Linked DNA regions of Mus musculus: all the other regions are linked to region 6. A link is a contact called in public Hi-C, HiChIP or PLAC-seq and promoter capture Hi-C data. All regions are on one chromosome and are shown on one strand. Each heading gives the region's core, a stretch centred on a gene start, on an enhancer-like site or on the middle of the called end of the contact. The rest is flanking DNA. Distances are from core to core; before and after follow the strand shown. Region 1 holds the start of Zbtb22 (zinc finger and BTB domain containing 22). Region 2 holds the start of Kank3 (KN motif and ankyrin repeat domains 3). Region 3 holds the start of Angptl4 (angiopoietin-like 4). Region 4 holds the start of Cd320 (CD320 antigen). Region 5 holds the start of Wiz (widely-interspaced zinc finger motifs). Region 6 holds the start of Zfp563 (zinc finger protein 563). Region 7 holds the start of Marchf2 (membrane associated ring-CH-type finger 2).

What was found. Promoter capture Hi-C pulls out the DNA fragments that hold promoters and counts their contacts. HiChIP or PLAC-seq counts read pairs in DNA pulled down with a chosen protein or histone mark. Hi-C and Micro-C count contacts between places; a contact is called where the count stands out from the background.
Region 1: a promoter capture Hi-C map of liver shows a contact between it and region 6, with 3 times the contacts expected there. The contact joins the promoter of Zbtb22 here to the promoter of Zfp563 in region 6. A contact is called at or near these places in 3 of 39 promoter capture datasets (cranial neural crest, liver and pre-B cells) and 2 of 115 datasets of contacts at active chromatin or transcription factors (astrocytes and embryonic stem cells).
Region 2: a Hi-C map of cerebellum shows a contact between it and region 6, with 2.0 times the contacts expected there. The contact joins the promoter of Kank3 here to the promoter of Zfp563 in region 6. A contact is called at or near these places in 11 of 39 promoter capture datasets (the 3T3-L1 cell line, 3T3-L1-derived adipocytes, the C10 cell line and 6 more), 8 of 484 Hi-C or Micro-C datasets (B cells, the C2C12 cell line, cardiomyocytes and 3 more), 11 of 115 datasets of contacts at active chromatin or transcription factors (astrocytes, embryonic forebrain, embryonic hindbrain and 7 more) and 1 of 9 other capture datasets (embryonic stem cells).
Region 3: an H3K4me3 HiChIP or PLAC-seq map of embryonic hindbrain shows a contact between it and region 6, with 5 times the contacts expected there. The contact joins the promoter of Angptl4 here to the promoter of Zfp563 in region 6. A contact is called at or near these places in 4 of 39 promoter capture datasets (cranial neural crest, embryonic stem cells, liver and 1 more) and 2 of 115 datasets of contacts at active chromatin or transcription factors (astrocytes and embryonic hindbrain).
Region 4: a contact with region 6 is called in a CTCF HiChIP or PLAC-seq map of the NIH/3T3 cell line, with 6 read pairs. The contact joins the promoter of Cd320 here to the promoter of Zfp563 in region 6. A contact is called at or near these places in 3 of 39 promoter capture datasets (cranial neural crest, hippocampal neurons and liver), 1 of 15 datasets of contacts at CTCF or cohesin (the NIH/3T3 cell line) and 2 of 115 datasets of contacts at active chromatin or transcription factors (bone marrow-derived macrophages and stem cell-derived neural progenitor cells).
Region 5: an HNF4G HiChIP or PLAC-seq map of pancreatic cancer cells shows a contact between it and region 6. The contact joins the promoter of Wiz here to the promoter of Zfp563 in region 6. A contact is called at or near these places in 3 of 39 promoter capture datasets (cranial neural crest, frontonasal cranial neural crest and hippocampal neurons) and 1 of 115 datasets of contacts at active chromatin or transcription factors (pancreatic cancer cells).
Region 7: a contact with region 6 is called in a promoter capture Hi-C map of liver, with 4 times the contacts expected there. The contact joins the promoter of Marchf2 here to the promoter of Zfp563 in region 6. A contact is called at or near these places in 10 of 39 promoter capture datasets (the 3T3-L1 cell line, the HPC-7 cell line, cranial neural crest and 6 more), 2 of 484 Hi-C or Micro-C datasets (B cells and the N1E-115 cell line) and 2 of 115 datasets of contacts at active chromatin or transcription factors (astrocytes and pro-B cells).

The regions. Positions count from the first base shown.
Region 1 is chr17:33,914,912-33,917,611 of GRCm38.p6, reverse strand. Zbtb22 (zinc finger and BTB domain containing 22) reads right to left here and starts at 1,436. Exons shown (of 2, transcript NM_020625.3): 1 at 1,339-1,436; 2 at 1-795. The coding sequence starts at 729. It overlaps Daxx (Fas death domain-associated protein), which reads right to left. Exons shown (of 8, transcript NM_007829.4): 8 at 2,022-2,269. The coding sequence ends at 2,210.
Region 2 is chr17:33,808,864-33,811,917 of GRCm38.p6, reverse strand. It overlaps Kank3 (KN motif and ankyrin repeat domains 3), which reads right to left and starts at 1,395. Exons shown (of 11, transcript NM_030697.3): 1 at 1,353-1,395.
Region 3 is chr17:33,780,149-33,782,906 of GRCm38.p6, reverse strand. Angptl4 (angiopoietin-like 4) reads left to right here and starts at 1,332. Exons shown (of 7, transcript NM_020581.2): 1 at 1,332-1,844; 2 at 2,014-2,124; 3 at 2,260-2,377. The coding sequence starts at 1,515.
Region 4 is chr17:33,841,734-33,844,433 of GRCm38.p6, reverse strand. Cd320 (CD320 antigen) reads right to left here and starts at 1,343. Exons shown (of 5, transcript NM_019421.3): 1 at 1,143-1,343. The coding sequence starts at 1,263.
Region 5 is chr17:32,386,414-32,389,113 of GRCm38.p6, reverse strand. It overlaps Wiz (widely-interspaced zinc finger motifs), which reads left to right and starts at 1,297. Exons shown (of 11, transcript NM_001372227.1): 1 at 1,297-1,541. The coding sequence starts at 1,355.
Region 6 is chr17:33,087,935-33,090,842 of GRCm38.p6, reverse strand. Zfp563 (zinc finger protein 563) reads right to left here and starts at 1,476. Exons shown (of 4, transcript NM_001024950.2): 1 at 1,364-1,476. The coding sequence starts at 1,366.
Region 7 is chr17:33,717,402-33,720,449 of GRCm38.p6, reverse strand. It overlaps Marchf2 (membrane associated ring-CH-type finger 2), which reads left to right and starts at 1,773. Exons shown (of 5, transcript NM_001252480.1): 1 at 1,773-1,904.

The DNA.
Region 1 (2,700 bases), core at 187-2,686, 830 kb before region 6:
GAACACCGGGCCACCATCCCGACGGTTCCCACTACCTGCTGCTGAGGCCACAAATGCATCCTGGGAGGTAGAGGAGAAATCAGTCGACTCCCGGGGGCTGAAGTAGTTGCTACTGCTGGGAGACTGATTCTCACTGGCCCTGCTGGAGGTATGGGAACGGACAGAGCCTACGGTGGCAGGGGCGACAGTGCCCCCATTCCCTGATGGGACACTGGCACAAGGGACAGAGACAGAGGGGGCTGCAGCAGTAGTGACAGTGGTTGTAGTGGCTGCGGATCGACCCTCCCGAAGGAGTTCAGTGCACTTATCCACAATGTGCCACATCTGGAGGACCGACCCCACTGTGAGGAAGTTGACAATGTCCGCAGCAGCCATGCTGAGGCGGCCCGTGTAAGCTGAGGCCAGGACAGTCTCAAAAGCGCCTGGGTCCATGACGCTTGGCAGGGAAATGGAAGTCATGCCTTTCAGTAGGACCTGGTCGTGGAAGTAAGGAGAGGAGGCAGCCAAGACGGCCCTGTGAGCGCGGAACTCCCGTCCCTGCACGCGGATGGACACATCACAGAGCTGACCCTGGAGCCGCTGCTGGTTGAGGGATTCCAGGAGGGCACTGGTCACCTCAGGGAAGGACACGTGTACCACTGCAGCTGCCGGCAGAGGCAGTGGCGGTGGAGCCAGTGACAGAGGCAGTGGGAGTGTGGCCCCACTGGGTGACAGAGCAGACGGCTCCATGCTGTGGAAGGAGATACCCCCCCAGCCACAGGAACAAAGGAAAGAAGAGGGCGGCCGGGGGGGTCTCTAGGGAAAAAAAAAAAAAAAGAATAACAGCATTTTGAAAGCATCACTGATTTTAAGCCATCACAGTATTTAAAAAAAAAAAACAGGTACCCCTGTCAACCCCATGGTACAGACGGGGCAACTGAGGCTCACTATTAAGTAAAACATCCAATCAAACACCACCAAACCGCAGCGCTAGCAAAGAAAGTATTCCAAGTTTAGTACTCTCGCTCCTGGGTCAGGAAATAGGGGGCTCTCAGGGAAGGGGCGTCTATCCTAGTCTACGGCTTCACTCTCAAAAGAACGCCCCCTCCTTGGTGTTGCGTACCGATTTTCTTGGGGTGAAGGGGTGTTCTCCACAGTTCTCAAGCTCCTCCCCCTAGAGCCCCCAGTTGATCCCGACCCCGCCCCTTCAGGACCCTCCAGGGCTCCGCCCCCTGGATCCCCGACCCCGCCTCGTGTTTGCCCCCGCCCCCGAACCCCGCCCCCCAGTCCTCCCCAATCGCGCCCTCGGACTGTTCCCCAGCCTGAGGGGGGCCCCCAGCCCCGCGCGCCCCCGCTTACCTGGCCGCGCGCCCCCGGGCCCCCCCCCTCACTCCGCGACCAGAGCCGCAGCCCCAGCCCCTCCCGCCGCCATCTTGTGCCGACTCCCTCCGCCTTCCGCCTCCACTCCGCCTCCCGGACCTGCGACCTTAAAGGCGCAGGCCAGCACCCCTCCTGTGCCGCTGGGCAAAAGTCGACCGACAGCGACACTTTTCCTTTAAAGAACCGGCGCTTCATTCCGCCTTAAAGGTACCAGGTCCCGTCTGCGGCTGAGGACTCAGGAATTGGTTTGGCCGAAACCTTCGTTCCCCTTTAATCCGACAAGCCTACCTTGTCTCATTGACCAGTGCTGGCTTCCGCTTCCCAGGCTCCACCCCGAGCTCTGGACGTTAGCTTGCTCGCGGGATCTAACAGCCCTTTTCCCAGCATATGAGAACCCCCCAAGCCCCGCCCCCCTCCTCCAGGCCTGGATTGGCCAAATCACCTTGAGTCAGCCCCTGATTGGCCTTTTCACTCAGACCGCTCAAAACGAGAGAGGAAAGCTGCTTAAGAAGGCTTCCGAAGCACTTATCTTTAAAAGTGCCTAGGGGAAGAAGGCTCAAGGAAGGGTTAAGGATGAGGACGCCCTAAAAAGAGAGCCAGGATAGAAAAGGCAGATCCAGGTGACAGCTGTCACAAGAGAAAAGGCAAAGTAAAGGAAAGAATACAATAAAAAGAAATTCATTGTTTATTAATGTGTCTGTGTAAAACTTAAAACATTTTGATTTTTTTTTTTTGTCAAAAGAAACACCATCAAAACGGGAGGAGCTCTGTCCATCTTTTACTCCATCATCTTCCAACAGCCATACAAAAAACCTTCTGGATGCAGGGAGCACGGGGAGCATGGGGCCTGCTAATCAGAGTCTGAAAGCACGATGATCTCCTCCGGGTCGCACTGTGTGGCCACACTGGTCTGCAGACAAGTCAGAGGAGAAAGAAGGGTGAGCCAGGCATGGCGGCTCACGCCTTTAGTCCGAACACTCAAGAGGCAGAGGCGGGCTGATATCCGAGTTTGGGGCCAGCCTGATCTACTACATACAGAGTTCTGGGACAGTCAGGGCTACATAGAAAGACCTTGTCTCAGAAACAAAACAAAGCAGGATGGAAGGCTGGAAGATGGCTCAGCCACTAAGCACGCAGCTGCTTTGCAGAAGACCCGAGTGTTGTATCCAGTCTCACATGGCGGCTCTCTGCCTTCTCCGTGACTCCAGATCTATAGGATCAGACGCCCTCTTCTGGCCTCCATGAGCACCAGACACAAATGTAGCACATAGGTATGCATGCCAACAAAACACCTATTTACATAAAATAAGTCTTTTTTGTTTTGTTTTACATGGTCTCACT
Region 2 (3,054 bases), core at 146-2,645, 720 kb before region 6:
CCCTGATCAAGTACCTTTACTGGCCAATCCATCTCACTGACCCCTTTACTCAATTGTTTAAACAGGCGTTGAACTCACTCTGCAGCTCTCAGGCAGGCCTTCAACTTTCTTTTCTTTTTTTTTTTTTTTTCTTCGAGACAGCGTTTCTCTTTATAGCCCTGGCTGTCCTGGAACTCACTTTGTAGACCAGGCTGCCCTCGAACTCAGAAATCTGCCTGCCTCTGCCTGTGCTGGGATTAAAGGCATGCGCCACCACGCCCGGCGCCTTCAACTTTTAATCATCCTACCTGGACCTCTCAGGTAACTAGGATAATAGGCGCTTTTGGAAAGATTCCCTTTTGCTCCCCTAGAAACTGCAGGGAACCCAGGCCACATATCACCCTCCCAGCTCACAGCTGTCAGTTCCAGCCTTGGGAGTAAGGAGTGTGGTGGGGCAAGCCAACATTAGACTGCTACACAAGCCAATGCCTCCCGGAGTAGGGCGTGTAGCTGCCCTCATATCTCCCACACTGCCTGGCTATCAAAGTTAAATCCGGATCCCCTGCCTGAGACCCCCTCATTAGGCTGTCAGAGCTGAAGCCACACGCCCCCACACCCAGCCCTGGGACTATTTCGGGACACAGAGCTGCGATCAGTCTAGAGAGCTGTGATCAGGAGAGCTGTCATCAGGAAACCTGAAGGACAGGACACAGAGCATGCATACCCGAGGTCCTGAAGAAGTTATGTCTTACTGATAAGGCTCTAGGTGGGAGCCCTTCATGTTGGGATAGGATTCTCAAACGCAGGATGGGGGAAAGAGCTAGATGATGGCAGGACAAGGGGTCCTTGAATCATCACACACACACACACACACACACACCTCCCCAAACATACAGAACCAAGTCCGCTTAGAAAAGACAGGGCAGTTTCCTACAGGAAAAACCGCTGGGCGGTTCCATCCGCTGCTATTGTCAGTAGGTCCGGGGAGTGGGGGACATCCGTTCCTCCCTCCAACACCGTTTCCGTACCATCCGCCCACTCCACCCCACTGCAAGAAACCCATTCCCAGGTCTTCAAGCCAACTCTGGGGAAGGGTCCCCTAAGGCATCTAGGAGACTAAAATGCGCACAAGTTCCTCTGGTTAGGTCCTGGATGGCCATGTGGTGGCGATCTGCCTAATAATCTAGGGTCCCCCCTCTCCGGTCGGCTTTAAACCACCTGAGGCTCCCAATGTCCAAATGGTCACCATTACAGGACACGGCGCCCACCCCGTTGCAACGCACAGAACCCATAGAAGGGGGCTAAAAGCATCACACCCCTCCCGGACACTTGGGTCCACTGTTCCCCTCCAGGACTCGCGTGGTTGACTTTACCTGAATGAGAAGCCCCGGCAGCGCCCGCACCGCACCCGAGCCCGCCCCCTCGAAGCTCCGCACGGGTTATCAAGGCTTTCACCCCTAACTGACGGCTTTTTCAGCCAACCAGAGCACGAATCTAACCGAACTATCCAATTGTAAGACAGAGTGAGCCATCTGGGCGGGGGCAGGGTGGGGACCCGCCTGAGGGCGGGCCTACAGTAGAATCTGAGAAGATCAGAGCAGGGCAGTGGGATGCTGCTCAGCCAGCTACCTCTAAATCCTGCCTGGTTCAGGAGTAAGAAAAGAGGTTTCATTCACAGGACAGTAGGGAGCTACAGGAAAAATCTAAGCAAACTATTCTAATGGGATTTATATAACGAGTTTAATTCCTACTGTCTTGTTGAAGTCGTAAGAGCCTGGATCTTGTCCACCGCAGGAACTTTGCATATATTGTGCCACTTTAAGAAATATTATCTGGGGGCTGGTGAGATGGCTCAGTGGGTAAGAGCACCCGACTGCTCTTCCGAAGGTCCGGAGTTCAAATCCCAGCAACCACATGGTGGCTCACAACCATCTGTAACAAGATCTGATGCCCTCTTCTGGAGTGTCTGAAGACAGCTACAGTGTACTTACATATAATAAATAAATAAATCTTTAAAAAAAAAAAAAAAAAAAAAGAAATATTATCTATATGTGATACTTTCCTATATTTCTAAGTGTTCAATCTATGTGCCCCTGAAATCTATGTGCCACAAGAAAACAAAACAAAAAACAAACAGAATCCTTAGCACAGCCTTTCCCTAGTCATTATCATTGCCATAGCAATGGTTTATTAACTAAATAGCAATTTTCATTAGTAGAAAGGCAAGGTTACTATCATCACCCCTACTAGACATTTTAGGATCAGGAAACTTTTTATCCACTGCCTCAGGCATACACTAGTTACTTAATAAATGTCTGCTCTACTGGAGATATCTAACTCAATGGTACAGAACTTGTCTAGCGCACCTATCACAATAGATAGGTAGGAAGACAGACAGACAGAGACAGATAGACAGATGAAAATAATGTAAATATAATAGACACATACAGGTGTACTTATAAACATACTGAGATTATAGATCAAAAAATTGTCACAGAAATAAATTAAAATTACATTTGTGAAGGTCAGTGAGATGACTTAGCATGTAAAGGTTCTTGCTGCCAAACTTGACGATCTGTGTTTCATCCCTAGGACCATGTAATGCAAAGAAAGACCCAACTCCTACAAGTTGTCTTCAGATCTCCATAGTGTGCTATATACATCAACCTATGCACATACATACCATATATCAATAAAACTTTTTAGCTGGGCAGTGGTGGTGCACACCTTTAATCCCAGCACTTGGGAGGCAGAGACAGGCAGATTTCTGAGTTTGAGACCAGCCTGGACCACAGAGTGAGTTCCAGGACAGCCAGTGCTATACAGAGAAACCCTGTCTAGAAGAAAGAAAAAAAAAAAGTTTTAAAAGTACATTTAACAACAACAACAACAGAAAAAGCAGAGGCAGGTGGATTTCTGAGTTCCAGGACAGCCTGAGCTATACAGAGAAACTCTGTCTAGAAGAAAGAAAAAAAAAAAAGTTTTAAAAGTACATTTAACAACAACAACAAAAAAAGCAGAGGCAGGTGGATTTCTGAGTTCGAGGCCAGCCTGGTCTACAGAGTGAGTTCCAGG
Region 3 (2,758 bases), core at 83-2,582, 690 kb before region 6:
TAGCTCCTGGAGCTGGAATTATAGGTGACTGTGAGCTGTTGGACTTAGATCCCCTGCAAAAGATGTAAATGCTCTTAACTGGTAAGATAGATTTCCAGTTCCTCCTGGCTTTTTTAGTTGTTGTTGTTGTTGTTTTGTGACAAGGTCTTCTTCCTGGATGGCCTGGAACTTCACTATGTAGACCAGGCTGACCTCAAACTCACAGAGCTTCCTCCAATTGCTTCTTGCTCTGCAGTGCTGGGAGTTAAAGTATGCATAACTATGAATTGTTTTTGTTTTGTTTTGAAACAAGGTCTTGCTGTTTCAGCGTTGACTGGTCTGTAACTTACTATGTAGAGCAGGCTAGCTTGTAGCTTGTACTATTCCCCTGTGTCCTGCGTGATGGGTTTACAGGTGCGTGCCACCAGTTTTGTTGTTGCTGTTGTTGTTTGGAGACCTGGCTCAGAGTAGCCCAGGCTCTCTTAAACTCACTTGTGTAGCTCAAGATGAATTCCACACTCTTCTGCTCCATGCCCCAAGAGCTGGGATGACAGGTCTGTCCTCAGACACTGATCCTCCTTTAACGCAGGTAAATTCCTGGACACCAAGACCCCTGGTGGTGGAGGACAGGCAACAGGAGGAAGCCTAGGGTTGCAATCTCTACAATGTAGACAGAAATCCCAGCTATTGACTATTTGGCCAGGAAGAGGTGACTAATTGAACAAGGGTGTTAGTGATCCTCACAAACACATCTGCAATGACGAATGCTTGAGCTGGAAAGAGCGTGGGAGCCAGAAAGGTGGTGGAAGTGAGAGTGGGGGCAGGGGTTCCGCCTGGTCTGTGGATTAAAGATCTCAGGAAGCCTCTAAGAGGCAGAGAGCAAGGTTCTGTAATCCCCCACTTGCCATCTGAACTCAGCCTACCAGGGAGAGAACTTTCTGCCACGTAACTCTGCCCTACTTTGCTTTTGACTTGAGAAGGGGTCAGTCAAGAAGGCATCCACGTAGCGGGAAGGGGAAAAAAAAAAAAGAAGGCATCTACGTCCTGATTTGTACGCCCTTTCCTCCATTGAACCGGGCTGGGATGCGGGCTAGGGCTGGGAATTTCCGGCCTTAGGATGAACCATGCAGTGCACAGACAGTCACGTCGCTTATTAGGTCGCAAGGAAGGCGAAGCAGCCATCCCCAAGAACTCTTCATACACACACACACACACACACACACACACACACACACACACGCCACACACACACACTCGTAACTACAAAGCCTGTGGCATTGCACCCTAAAACTTGGCCACTCGCTCCGCCCCCGGGCCCCGCCTCCAATGCTCTCCCTCCCACTCCCACACCCGCTTTATAAAGTGGGGCTTTAGGTGCAACCGTGAAACGCTTATGAGCTACGGGCTCCAGATCTTCTTCTGCACCAGAGCAAGTCTAAGTCTGAGCCGGCTCCCCCAGAACTCCAGCTGCTGGGTCTTGAACTCCTGCGTTCCGGAGTCCTAGCGTTGCTGCACCCAAGGCCACCCCCAGAATCATGCGCTGCGCTCCGACAGCAGGCGCTGCCCTGGTGCTATGCGCGGCTACTGCGGGGCTTTTGAGCGCGCAAGGGCGCCCTGCACAGCCAGAGCCACCGCGCTTTGCATCCTGGGACGAGATGAACTTGCTGGCTCACGGGCTGCTACAGCTCGGCCATGGGCTGCGCGAACACGTGGAGCGCACCCGTGGGCAGCTGGGCGCGCTGGAGCGCCGCATGGCTGCCTGTGGTAACGCTTGTCAGGGGCCCAAGGGAAAAGATGCACCCTTCAAAGACTCCGAGGATAGAGTCCCTGAAGGCCAGACTCCTGAGACTCTGCAGAGTTTGCAGGTAGGCGCATCTACTAGGACTCTGACTCTACTTAGACTAACGAGTCTAGTACTCCAGGACCTGGGTGGAGAAGGGCCTCAGAGCAGACTGTGAAAGGGTAGAAGGGAGGGTGAATAAGAGGAGGTTGCCGACATAAAGCCAGGTCTTCACTAGCCTTGCATATCTTCAGACTCAGCTCAAGGCTCAAAACAGCAAGATCCAGCAATTGTTCCAGAAGGTGGCCCAGCAGCAGAGATACCTATCAAAGCAGAATCTGAGAATACAGAATCTTCAGAGCCAGGTAATTACCCCAGCAATTGGCCCAAATGGGAAAGAGGAAACAAAGTGGGGGTGAAATGTAGTGATGAAATGTGGCTAAGCAGTTGTTATGGCATGAGTCAAAAGATCTAACCACCCGTTTCCTGCCCGGTCTTAGATAGACCTCTTGGCCCCCACGCACCTAGACAATGGAGTAGACAAGACTTCGAGGGGAAAGAGGCTTCCCAAGATGACCCAGCTCATTGGCTTGACTCCCAACGCCACCCACTTACACAGTGAGTATCTCTGGTCTTTGCTGTCATCTGGCAACTCCCCAACCACCCCACTTGCCATTCCAATCCTTAGCCTTCTTGTCAGGTCCACCTTAATAGGAAAGAAAGAGATTCTGGCCTTGGGTTCCTGTGGGCTCACTAGGCTCTCATCAAGGGTATTTTTATATATTGCACCCTCTTCACTTATGATCCTGCTTGGCCAGACCACCCCACCATTCTTTCCCAGCAAGAATCTTCCCAAAATCTTATTAGCCGTTAACCAGAACAAGTAGAGGAAGGCAGATCATAAGGAGCTAAAGTTTCAGGGGTTCTGGGAGATGGTGGTGTAGCTCAGGGACATCATGCAAAGGAATCCAGGGCTGTGTGTGGATGTGTGTGCGTTCC
Region 4 (2,700 bases), core at 94-2,593, 750 kb before region 6:
CTTGGAATGGGCCCAGAGCAGAGCAGACCCTATACCTCTTGGGGGCAATTAATCAGACAGGAGTCAGGATGACCCATGATTCCTCCTCCCAGTCTATGTCCTCATCTGTAAAAGAGGAATACTAAGGCCAGACTTAATGTTGCTCAATAGTAAGTCCAGCTCCTGGGATGCTGGAACAAGAAGACTGCTTGGAGCTACAAAACAGCCGAAAGTGGGAGGAGGGGTAGTTTATGGGTACAGATCCATAAACAGCCAAATACAATGGTCCATACCTAATAATCCCTGTGCTGGGGAGCCTAAGGCACAAGTTGAAAACAGCAGTCCAGCCTGTGTTATATAGTAAGTCCCTGTCTCAAAAAAAGGGGAACTAGTGCCTGCCTTTAATCCCAGTACTTGGGAGGTGGATCTCTAGGAGTTCAAGCCCAGCCTAGTCTATATAGCAAGTTGCAGACAGCCAGAGCTATAAAGTGAGACCCTGTTTGGAAAAAAAAAAAAAAAATCAAAACATAATAAAAACCTAAAAACAGAAACAAAAACAAACAAACCAAAAAAACCTTGAAACAGTTAAGACCTATTCTCATACAGAGTGGATGGTCAGTAGTGGCCAGTGGTCACAATCGGGCCTCCTCGTCCTGCCCGGGACAGGTTCCTGGCCAAGATTGGGGTTCACAGGGGAAATACACTCCAGGGCTCTTCCTTCCATTCTCTGAGGCAGGAATACAAGGAAAAACTGAAGCTCTGGGTGCTGAAAGAACAGCCACAGAACTGCAGCCTCAGGGCTGAAGGTTTCGGGAAGGCATACCTGCTGCAAGAAGGTACCGGGTGACCAGCCCTGCGTGGTGAGAGGTCAAAATCAGAAACAAAAGCCTTCCAGCCCACATTGAGCTGAAGGACGGCTTGGAGGTGACTTAGGGACAGCGCAGGAATAAGGGAGGAAGCTGAGCAGAACACAGGAGAAGGCACCCATGTGGCGGTCCCCTCTGCACGCACAGAGGGCCGATTCTCTCCACTCTACCCACGCTAAAGCCAAACACGCGTGCTGGGGGAGTGTCAACGACCGATGGGCGGCGCAGCCAATAGTGAGGCGATGCCAGCGCGTGGAGGCGGGATCAAAAGCGGTGTAGAAACGGGGGTTCACTCACCGGAGACTTGGACCCGGGTATGGGCCGGAGCCGGAGCGGCCTCTAGGCCTGTTCTGAGACCAAAGAGGAGCCGCAGCACCAGGCCCAGGGCCACTGCCCGCCCAGCTCCGCCCCGCGCCATCCAACAGCTAGCCGAACTGCTCCGCTCCAGCCGCAGCCGCTCAGTCAGAAGGACGCGCTGATTCTCGCGCACGCGCACACAAAGGCAGGGGGGAGTGGCGCAAGCAAGCCTGCGACCGTAAGTACCCGAATACAAGGGTACTTTGATTTTAGGGCTCCTCCTGGCTTCTTCCTAGCAGTAAAACCTAATGTGTTTGGTGACCTAGGCCTGTAACTCCCAGATATTCTACAGGCTGAGGAAGAACAAAGCCAACCTAGGCTATTAAAGGAGACCCTACCTCAGAATAAAAAACAGGAATTCGGGGAGTAGTTCAGTAGTAGAGCACTTGCCTAGTAGTATTCAGGAGGCTCTAGGTTTAATCCCCAGTTCCATGAAAATAACCACATTAACTTGAAATAATAAACTTCTGCTGAACAGTGGTGGTGTACGCCTTAAATCCCAGCACTTGGGAGGCAAAGACAGGCAGATTTCTGAGTTCCAGGCCAGCCTGGTCTACCGAGTAAGTTCCAGGACACCGGGGGCTACAAAGAGAAACCCTGTCTCAAAAAACCAAAAATAAAAATAAACCTTCTAGGGATATAAATGAACTTAGCAATTTTGACCTAAACTTCACATGTAGCCTACTGCAAATATCACTGCCCAATGGTCCCAATGAATATGGCAGCCACACCCTGTGAACACTCCCCAGCAGGTCCCTCCTTTGTGCCACCTAAGGATTTTACTTATTTTAGCTTTATTGTCTTGATTGCCCCCTAGAATGCCAGCTGCAGGCGAACCAGGATGTTGGTTTCCTTTGATGAATGGCGAAAATAGTGAGGGAATGATGGAATGATCAAATGAGTGAACAGTTACTGGCTTCGAACCTGGACTGACCATCTCCTTGGTTCCCATCCCAACCTCATTAACTTCTAGTTCTCACACACTTGAGAAACATTTATTCTAACATGGGCCTGGTAGATTGATACTACAATTGTATTAATTGTAATTGATACAGATTGGCAGCCTTGGGTTTTCTCATCCCACTTCCACAGTTGAATGCATTGAGTCAGCTTATCCAATGTGGCTAGTGATGTTGTGGTTTCTGCTGGTCTGAGGTAACCCAAGCTGGCCTGAAACTAGTGATCCTCTCTCTTGCTTTGGCCTCCGAAGTATTGGGGATATAGTCATGTACCAGCTTAGTGTTTTATTCTTCACATTACGTTTTCCATAGCTCTACCTTAAGATTCCACGACACTGGCCGGGCGTGGAGGCGCATGCCTTTAATCCCAGCACTCGGGAGGCAGAGGCAGGTGGATTTCTGAGTTCAAGGCCAGCCTGGTCTACAAAGTGAGTTCCAGGACAGCAGGGCTACACAGAGAAACCCTGTCTCGAAAAACCAAAAAGAAAAAAAAAAAAAAAAAAAAAAAAAGAATCTATGACACTACCTCCCAACAAGGC
Region 5 (2,700 bases), core at 48-2,547, 700 kb after region 6:
TGTACAGGTGGGGGGAGGATCGGGGGTCTCGAGGCAGGTGTCTCCCCCCCCACCTCAGCTCGTCCCGCGGGGTCTCCCGCCCCGAGGTGCACGGGCGAAGGGCGCATCCTGGGGACCCTGGCTTCCCCGCAGGGTGCGTCCGCGCAGCGCCGCCCCTACCTCTGCGACCCCTGCGGGAGGTGGGGTAGGGAACGACCATCTGGACTGGAGCCCCCTCCCCAAGCTGCCAAAGTGCTCCGAAGTTGCGGTCCTGCCCGATCCCCGCCAGCAGTGCCTACCCGAGTGGGCACCCGCAGGTGCTTTCTCCAGGCCTGGGCAGGGACCCCTCCAGCCAAGACTGTCAACCCACCCTGTGTAGGGCCCCCCGGGAGCGCCCAGGCCCTCGAGGGCAACGCCTGCTACCAGGCCTGGAGCCCCGGCCCCGCCCCGGTTGCCTGGGCCGGGCCTCACCACCATCTCCCTGGGGAGAGCGCCTCATTCCTGCCCTTCACTTTCTGCTCTACCTTGAAGGTATTTATAGGTGGAGAGGACAATCGCCCTCCTCCCCCCCAGGGTCCTTATTTCTGAAACAGGAGCCCCATCGGTCCTTTTCATCCTCGGGCCAGAACAACCAATATCGGTGGAGGATGCAAGCAATACTATTGGAAGGTGGCAGGGTGGAGGAGCCCAGGCTTGGTATGCATGAGAGATCATGCTAAGAGAAGGGAAAGGGTTAATGGTGGGGTCACTTGAGCGTGTGGAGAGGCTAAGGGGTTAATAACCCTACATTCCTGGGTAGGGAGAAGGATGTGAATGTTGGAAAAGTGTAGGGGTAATTGATACGGGGCAACAGAAGTGAGTAAAGTATAAGGGCAAAGATGGGGGCCCTCGAGACCCTGCACTGGGGAGAGAGCGGGGACCCTGGAAACTGGAGGCATGGCTGTAGGTTATGCAGTCACAGGAAAGCAGCTGGACACGGTGAAGCTGTGAGTGAGCCATGGGAGGAATAGGTGGAGGTGGAAGGAGTGATGAGGGAGGGCTGAGGTGACTGAATGTGCGTGTGTAACTGTGGTGAATGGAGGCTGTGAAGAAGCTGGGGAAAGAGAACGCTTTAGTGTACTGAGACTCGCTCCCAGTAGAGGTGATTGGATTATAATAGGAGTGAATGGAACCTCAACACCACTTAACCCCTCACTTCAACTAAGAGACAAACTGAGGCCATAGGCTTTGAAGGAGAGGACTAGGGTTCTGAGAGAGGGGAGAACAAACAGAATTCTCTTCTTACTCTCTTAAGGTCTTCCTTGTCTTTGTCTCCAGGCCCACAATGTCCTGCTGAACCTGCCAGGTACTGAGTGAAGATTCACGGCTGGCACCCATGGAGGGGTTACTGGCAGGTGGCCTGGCTGCCCCGGATCATCCTCGAGGCCCCGCTCCAAGAGAGGACATCGAGAGTGGGGCTGAGGCTGCTGAGGGGGAAGGTGATATCTTTCCATCTTCTCATTACCTGCCAATCACCAAAGAAGGCCCTCGAGACATTCTGGATGGCAGAAGTGGCATTTCTGGTAAGAGGGCTCTGTGGCCCTAAAGAAGCTTCCCACTTGGTCCCCCAGGCCCAGAGAGAGTCAGGTCACCCCACCCAGCAGGGGCTGAGTTGCAATTGGAATTCTGTTCGATGCACATAGCCTCCTTTAGTGCTCCACGTACCGCTTTTCAGTTTGCCCTTATGAAAACAGATGTCTTGGGAGCCCATGACTGGATGTAAGAAACTGGGATTCATACTTGTAGTGTCCTGGCTTTCCTCTCTAAGCTGGACACCAGCTGTATCCAAATCCCATGTCAGTACCCTGAGCTCTTTGCCCAAAGCCCACTTGTTCCTTCTTGCAGTCTTGATGGAGTGGAGCTCCTGAGCGAGTGCCCTCTAGTGGTAAGGTAAAGTCTGGGGAGATTCGAGTTGCCTCTTTCCATCTTGATTTACCCCATACAAGGCTAGCTCACACTGTCCCCACCTCACAATTTGTTGTTCGTTTATTAAACACTGAGCACCTGCTGTGCCACTTTCTGTTCTGGGTGCTGGGGAAATAATCATAAAGAGACAAAAGTCCCTGTCCTCCAGGGGTTGGCATTCCAGAAGGGAAGGTGGACAAGGAACGACTGAGCAGATGTCATAAGGGCAGGTTATGCAGGCTATGCAGATATTAAACTGAGTGCCAGGACCATGGCTGGGCGCTCCAGGAAAAGCCACCTGACACAGTGGTGTTTGAGGCACAGCACAGAATGAGTGGTGGGACGTGCCCAGCAGGTGGCGGGACAGCATGGGCAAAGGCCCTGCAGAGGGGAGGAGCCTGGTATGTTTAAGGACTTAACAGGAATCTGGTGTGGCTGGTCCCCCAAAACTTGGCCTTCTAATAAATTCCGAGCACCTCTTCTGTGGTTCCTACATGCCAAGTTCTTTGTCTTCTCAATTCACATCATACTTAGAACCTTTGTCGGAAGAGCCTCCGTTATTTAGTATCTCATGTTAGGAATGGGAAATTCAAAACCCTGAGGGGTGAAGTCAGTAGTGTGGCCTTACACCCCTCTTCCTTCTTTGTTTTATTCTGTTCTTTATAGAACTGGGGATTGCACGTAGGCCCTTGCACATACTCTGCAAAAGCTGTTCCATTGAGTTCTGCCCCAGCCCTCCTCTTTAGTTTTTTGGGTTTTTTGTTTTTTGGTTTGTTT
Region 6 (2,908 bases), core at 227-2,726:
TGTCCTTGTGACTGCCACAGAGCTATCCTGTATGCAGGTGACTCTTTATCTGTGAGGTCTTAAGGGTAACCCTTCTTCCATGGACTTTACTGTTAAAGACTGCAGCAGCCTCACTCCCTCAATTTCCCTGGGCTTTTTCTGCTTTGTGGGGTCTGTGATACCTCTGCTCCTACCATACAATTTTGCCTTGGCTTTAGGAGTGCTGGAGAGATTTCTTGGAATATACAGGGGGGAAAAATCTACTCTTCTTTCTATTCTGTGGACCTGGAGTATTAGAACCGTATACTGAGATTTCTTTCTGTCGTCTCATCAGTAGGCAGAAGGGAAACACTGACTCATTTAAGCACAACAGGGTGAAAAGAGATTTACTGTGGCCTTAGTCAGCCTCAAGGTTATTTAGTACCCTGATCTGCCTCCCCTACATTAAATTCTTCTGTATCAAGGGCACGGCATGTTGATGTATTCCTATAACCTTATCACTTAGGAGGCTGAGGAAGGACTGTTACTTTGTGTCCAGCCTGGGCTACATAATGAGATTTTTTGTCTTAAAATAAAACAAACAAAAATATATCACCATAAACAACATGAACAAAATAACCCATGCTTTTGCAAATACAGGAAGGAAAGCTTTGAAGCTCTGCAAACTGCCTTTCAGGTCATTTTCCCACATCTTTCGTGGATATCACCAGGCTTCCTTCTAGCCCATTCTACAGGTAAGGTGGCTTAGTCATCACTTGCTATTCTCCTCAAAGCATACTTTATTATATTTTAGAATGGTTGGGCAGAGTTCTTTTCTGCAGCGATAGACGATAGACTGTAACCTGGACTTGTGAAGTAAATAAACCATATTTTCAAGTTACTTTTTTTTTTTCCTCTTTGAGACAGGGTCTATGTCCTAACTGGCCTTCAATTCGTCATCATGTCGTATGGGCTGGTGTAGTGGTCATGTGTTAACATGCCCATCTACCTGTACTTTACAGGAGGCGTCTCGCTGAGGAGACAGAAGTACAGGATTCTGCAAGAGATGGGGCTGCCCGCCGGGGTCCTGCCACCTAGAGTGCAGAGAAACCCTGAGTCCCGCAGCACCCAAAGCAATGTAGGACTGAGGATGTAGGACTGAGGCATCTACCCGGGGAACACCCGGCGCCCCTTACATTGCCCCGACGTTCGCCTCGTCTGCTCCCGGGCCCTCTTGTAGTTTCAAGAAGGCTCCAGAGGTCAGCTGTCCCGGAGCCAAAGAGGCTTAACCGTACCCGCTGCCCTCTCAGCTGACCAGACCGTGCCAGGAAGAAAGATGGCGGGTGAGGCATATCCGCTTTCTGCCGGCGTTCCTGATTGGACAGCTGGCCGTAAGGACACTTACCATAGCTGAGCCCAAGGCTTGCTGGGGCCTTAGGAATGATCCTGGTGTTGGCAGCCACACAACACGGACCCTGAACGGATACCTGTGACTCCCTCAGCTGGCAGAACTCTATCACCACAATAGTCTGGCAAGTAAGAGAAGGCCGGTGAGGAACGTCCGCTTCACCAATCGGCGCTTCTGATTGGATAGCTCGTGCTGTGCTCCGTGGTACTAATTGGATAAGCGATCAGACACCCCCCCCCCAACCCCCCCACCCCCCCCCCCCCCACACACACACACATTAGAGCTTGGTGGTAAACTCTTAATTTAATAAGTGGGGCACACATGCCATATTGCAGCCAAAGCTCTCATGGCCCGGGCAGAAATCCACTCTTTTTTCTTTTTTTTTTTCTTTTTTTTTTTTGTTTTTTGTTTTGTTTTGTTTTTCGAGACAGGGTTTCTCTGTATAGCCCTGGCTGTCCTGGAACTCACTTTGTAGACCAGACTGGCCTCGAACTCAGAAATCTGCCTGCCTCTGTCTACCAAGTGCTAGGATTAAAGGTGTGCACCACCACGCCCCGCATCCGCTCATCTTGATAACTGCATTTAAAAAGAATTTAGACTTGGTTTTTCCAAAGAAGAGCTTTCCCACTTCCCCCTGGAAACTAAGTCTGGAGTCTGCTTATTTAAAGTCAGATTTAGTTAGTGTACCATGGACAGAACCTTAGAGAAAGGGTACCTAGGCCTGCCACAGAGATAAAGGGATACCCAGCCAGGGCAGGTCCACTGGTCTAATGTCACCCATGAGAAACTTGAGATGATGTAGTCTGCATGATAGCAAAAGCTTTCCCCTTCCTTTTCACTCAGTCCATACATTTTTCAGCCAAGAAAAGAGAAATATACCAAGAGAATATACCAAGAGAAAACAGTTATGAATATGAAAAGTGCGGTTACATAGTAGCAGTCATAAGGTTCTCTAGGGACACAGGAATCAGTTCGTTTGCTCTGCCAATTAAAGCATTTTTATTCAAATTTTAAAGAAAAAATCCCAGGGAAGCAAAGTTGTAAGTCACTGCATCTGCTGGGATAGGGACCATTGCCTGGGAACAGGCACTGCAAGTTCAGCAACATGGAATAGATATATTTACCCCAAAAGATGGGCCTATCAGTTTTCCTGTCTTTGTTCAAACTGAACATCCCTAAGTTAGAAAGACTCTTCAAAGTTTCCGGATCTCTGCCTTTCTGTGTCCCCACCCCCCACCCCACCCCCACCTTCTTGTACATTTGTTTCTTTACTACTAGGAAGAGCTGTTCTTTAGTTGATTCTGCCTGCAGGGTCTGAGATTTCCCCTGTTGCTACCTGTTGCGCTGAGATTTTTTTTTTTTTTTTTTTTTACTCTTAATTCTTTAAGTGGCAGAGAAAACAAACCCTATCAAGATGGTAACAAACACGTATTTAGTAGGTTATGACCACTATCTGAAATTTTTTTAAAAAAAGTTATATCTGTCTCAGTTCATGGGTCAGAAAGGTGAGCTGACCCATCTGAACCTCAGAGAGGCTGATAT
Region 7 (3,048 bases), core at 524-3,023, 630 kb before region 6:
CTTTTTCTGCTGACAGGAGGTCTCACTATGGCTGTGTCAAGTAGGCTGGCCTACCTCACAGAATCTACAATTCATAGAGATTTGCCTGTTTCTGTCTCTGACGGCTGGTCTTCAAGGCCTGTGCCAGCACATCTAACTTTTTAAACTTCTTTTTACTGTTGCTGTTGGAACTGAACAAAAGTGATTCTACATTGTTTCTTATATGTTCATATTCTGTGGGCAAATTAAAAAAAATGTTACTAAAGCCGGGCGTGGTGACTCATGCCAGGCATGCCCACACTTAGAACTTGGAAGCGGGATTTCCAGGTCATCCTTGTCTGTATATCCACTTCAAAGCCACACTGGGCTTTAGGAAACCCTCTATCAAAAACCCAACCCAAACCAAACCAAATCAGCATCACCATAACCACCACCACCACCATGAAGCTTAAGGTGTGGCTCAGTGGTGGAGCACCTACCTAATGTATCAGGCTGCTGGCTCCATCACAGGCATTGTAAGAATAATAATTCATACTAATAACGTGGGGCTGTGGTGGCATATGCCTATAATCTTACGCTTGTGAGGGTGAGGCAGGACCTGGGCTACACAGTAAGACCTGTCTCTAACAAATAAGCAAACACAATGATTAAAAACCGCTAATGTTTGTCTCACAATATTTATATTAGTTAATGTGTCCCCAGGGTCTTGCACATGCCTGGACCATAATAATGCTTCCTACAGAATTTTGATCTTTTTGGTTTTCCTTCATATGGTTGGCCTTGCTTTCTGTGTAGTTGAGGGTGACCTTGAACTTCCTGGGTGCTGGGATTATAGGCATGTATGACCAAGCCCAGGGCTTTGTGTATGCTAGGCAAGTACTGCTAAGTGTTCTCTCACTGAAACCAGTGCTAGATTGGCAGACAGCAAACCCCAGCCATCTTCCTGTTTACACCATCTACAGCACTGAGGTTACAGGAGTTCGAGGCCCTATTCAGCTCTTTTATGTGGATGCTGGGGATTTTAACTCAGATCCTCATGTTTGCCATGCAAGAGCTCTTGCCCGCTGATCTATCTCAACAGCTCTTTCTACCATCTGTTGCTCCATTTTTTGAATGTATGTCTTGCTTGAATAATTGATGAGTAAATGATGATGGCTTTAGTTTCCTCCACAGAACTCTAACCCCTTTGGGCGGATTTCCTTCTGCAAAATGTGATCATAGCCACCCTAGGATTGGTAAGTGTGATAAAAATGTAGCTCAGTTCACACTGTTTGTGCCTAGCACGGAAGAAAAACTTCATTCCATTCTAGCTCCCGATAGAACTGGGAAGGTGGAGGCCAGAGGATCAGAGAGGTTATCCTTGGCTACAGAGTGAGTACGAGGTTAGCCTGATCTACATTAAAACTGTCTTTAAAAAACACAACAAACAAACAAACAAACAAACAAACAAACAAACAAACGGGGGCCGGGGGGAGCGGAGAAGAAGGCGGAAAGAAGTTATTTGGCAAGTGTGAAGTTGTTTACTTAAGCTCGCCTTTGTTCTGCTCCAGGCTCTGGCAGCAAGTCTACAGCCAGAGATTGGGATGGGGGAGGAGCTGGGATGAGGCGGGGTCCATTTTGGGGGTGGAGCCAGAACGCAGCAGGGGCGGAGTCAGAAGCTGCGGCGCCGCGGGGCCTGGACCGCCCAGGACGTCCCGTATTTTGAAGGCCCCACCTTCTTGGGCGGGGCGTGTATGCTGATTGGCAGATGATACTCAGAGGCAGTCTTCATTGGTTCGCCGTGCTGTCTGCTCGGCGGGCGGTGCCCGGACGCAGGTGCTCGCCGGAGCCGGAGCAAGCCGCTGCTGACGGGCCGGGCCGGGCCGGGACCCGGGCCAGGGAGAACCGAGGGGCCTGCGCGGTCGCCCGGCCCGGCCGCGGAACAGGTAGGCACGGAACAGCGAATGGGCCTGACCCGAGTATGTAGGCAGGTTTCCCAGGTTCCGGGTTCGAGCCTCCGGCTGAGTACTCGAGCGGGACAGATAGGGCGCTACCCTTGGCCTTACTTAGCCCTGCTCAGGACGCAGGCACCTCAATTATCATTTCAAGGTTGGTGAGAGGTCTCCGAGCCTCGCCACGCAGGAGAAACCTCTGTGAGCCTCGGTTTCCCCATCTAGGAAAAGTGGGTCATCTCGGAGCCAACATGATTTAGGAAATGGCTGATGAGAAAAGCGCCTGGCATACAGTAGGAGGTCAATAAGTGACTAATGTCACTCTGAAACCCTCTTCATAACGGTTCTGTTTGGGTGATTATTAACATTATAAAGAGTTGGGGCGCTTCACAAAAAGCTACTCAGTGCACTGTACTGAAAATGTTGTTTTTCAAACAGTAGTCAGGGACTGCCAAGATAGCTCAGCTGGTCAAGGTGCTTGTTGTCTGAGTTCAGTCTTGAGGTCTCATATGGTGAAAGAAAAACTGACAACAGAAAGTTGTCATTTGGACTCCATAGACACACCCTTGCATGAATATACACCACATACATATGCAAAAATACAAGCAAAATAAATATAATTGAAAACACTTTTTTTGTTTTGTTTTGTTTTTCGAGACAGGGTTTCTCTGTATAGCCCTGGCTGTCCTGGAACTCACTTTGTAGACCAGGCTAGCCTCGAACTCAGAAATCCGCCTGCCTCTGCCTCCCGAGTGCCAGGATTAAAGGTGTGCGCCACCATGCCTGGGGAAAACACTTTTAAAAAAACTCTGTAGTCAGAATTAATGTGGTTAGTGGGAAACATACTAGGTAGAAGTATTAAAAGTAATTCCTTTCATCTAAATGAGTAAATTGAAGTTCAGGGAAGTTAAAGCTGTTGCCCAAGGCCATACAGCAAATAGGAAGTAGAGCTTCTGGGATTAGAACTTAGTTTCTGGACTGGGGGTCTAGCTCAGTACTTGCCTAGCATGCACTAGGCCCTTGTTTTATCTCAGTACTGCCAAGAAAAACAACACACACACACACACACACACACACACACCCTAAAGTAAGAAAGAGATGGATGAGGCCCAGAAAAGCAAATTAACTTGAATCAAGA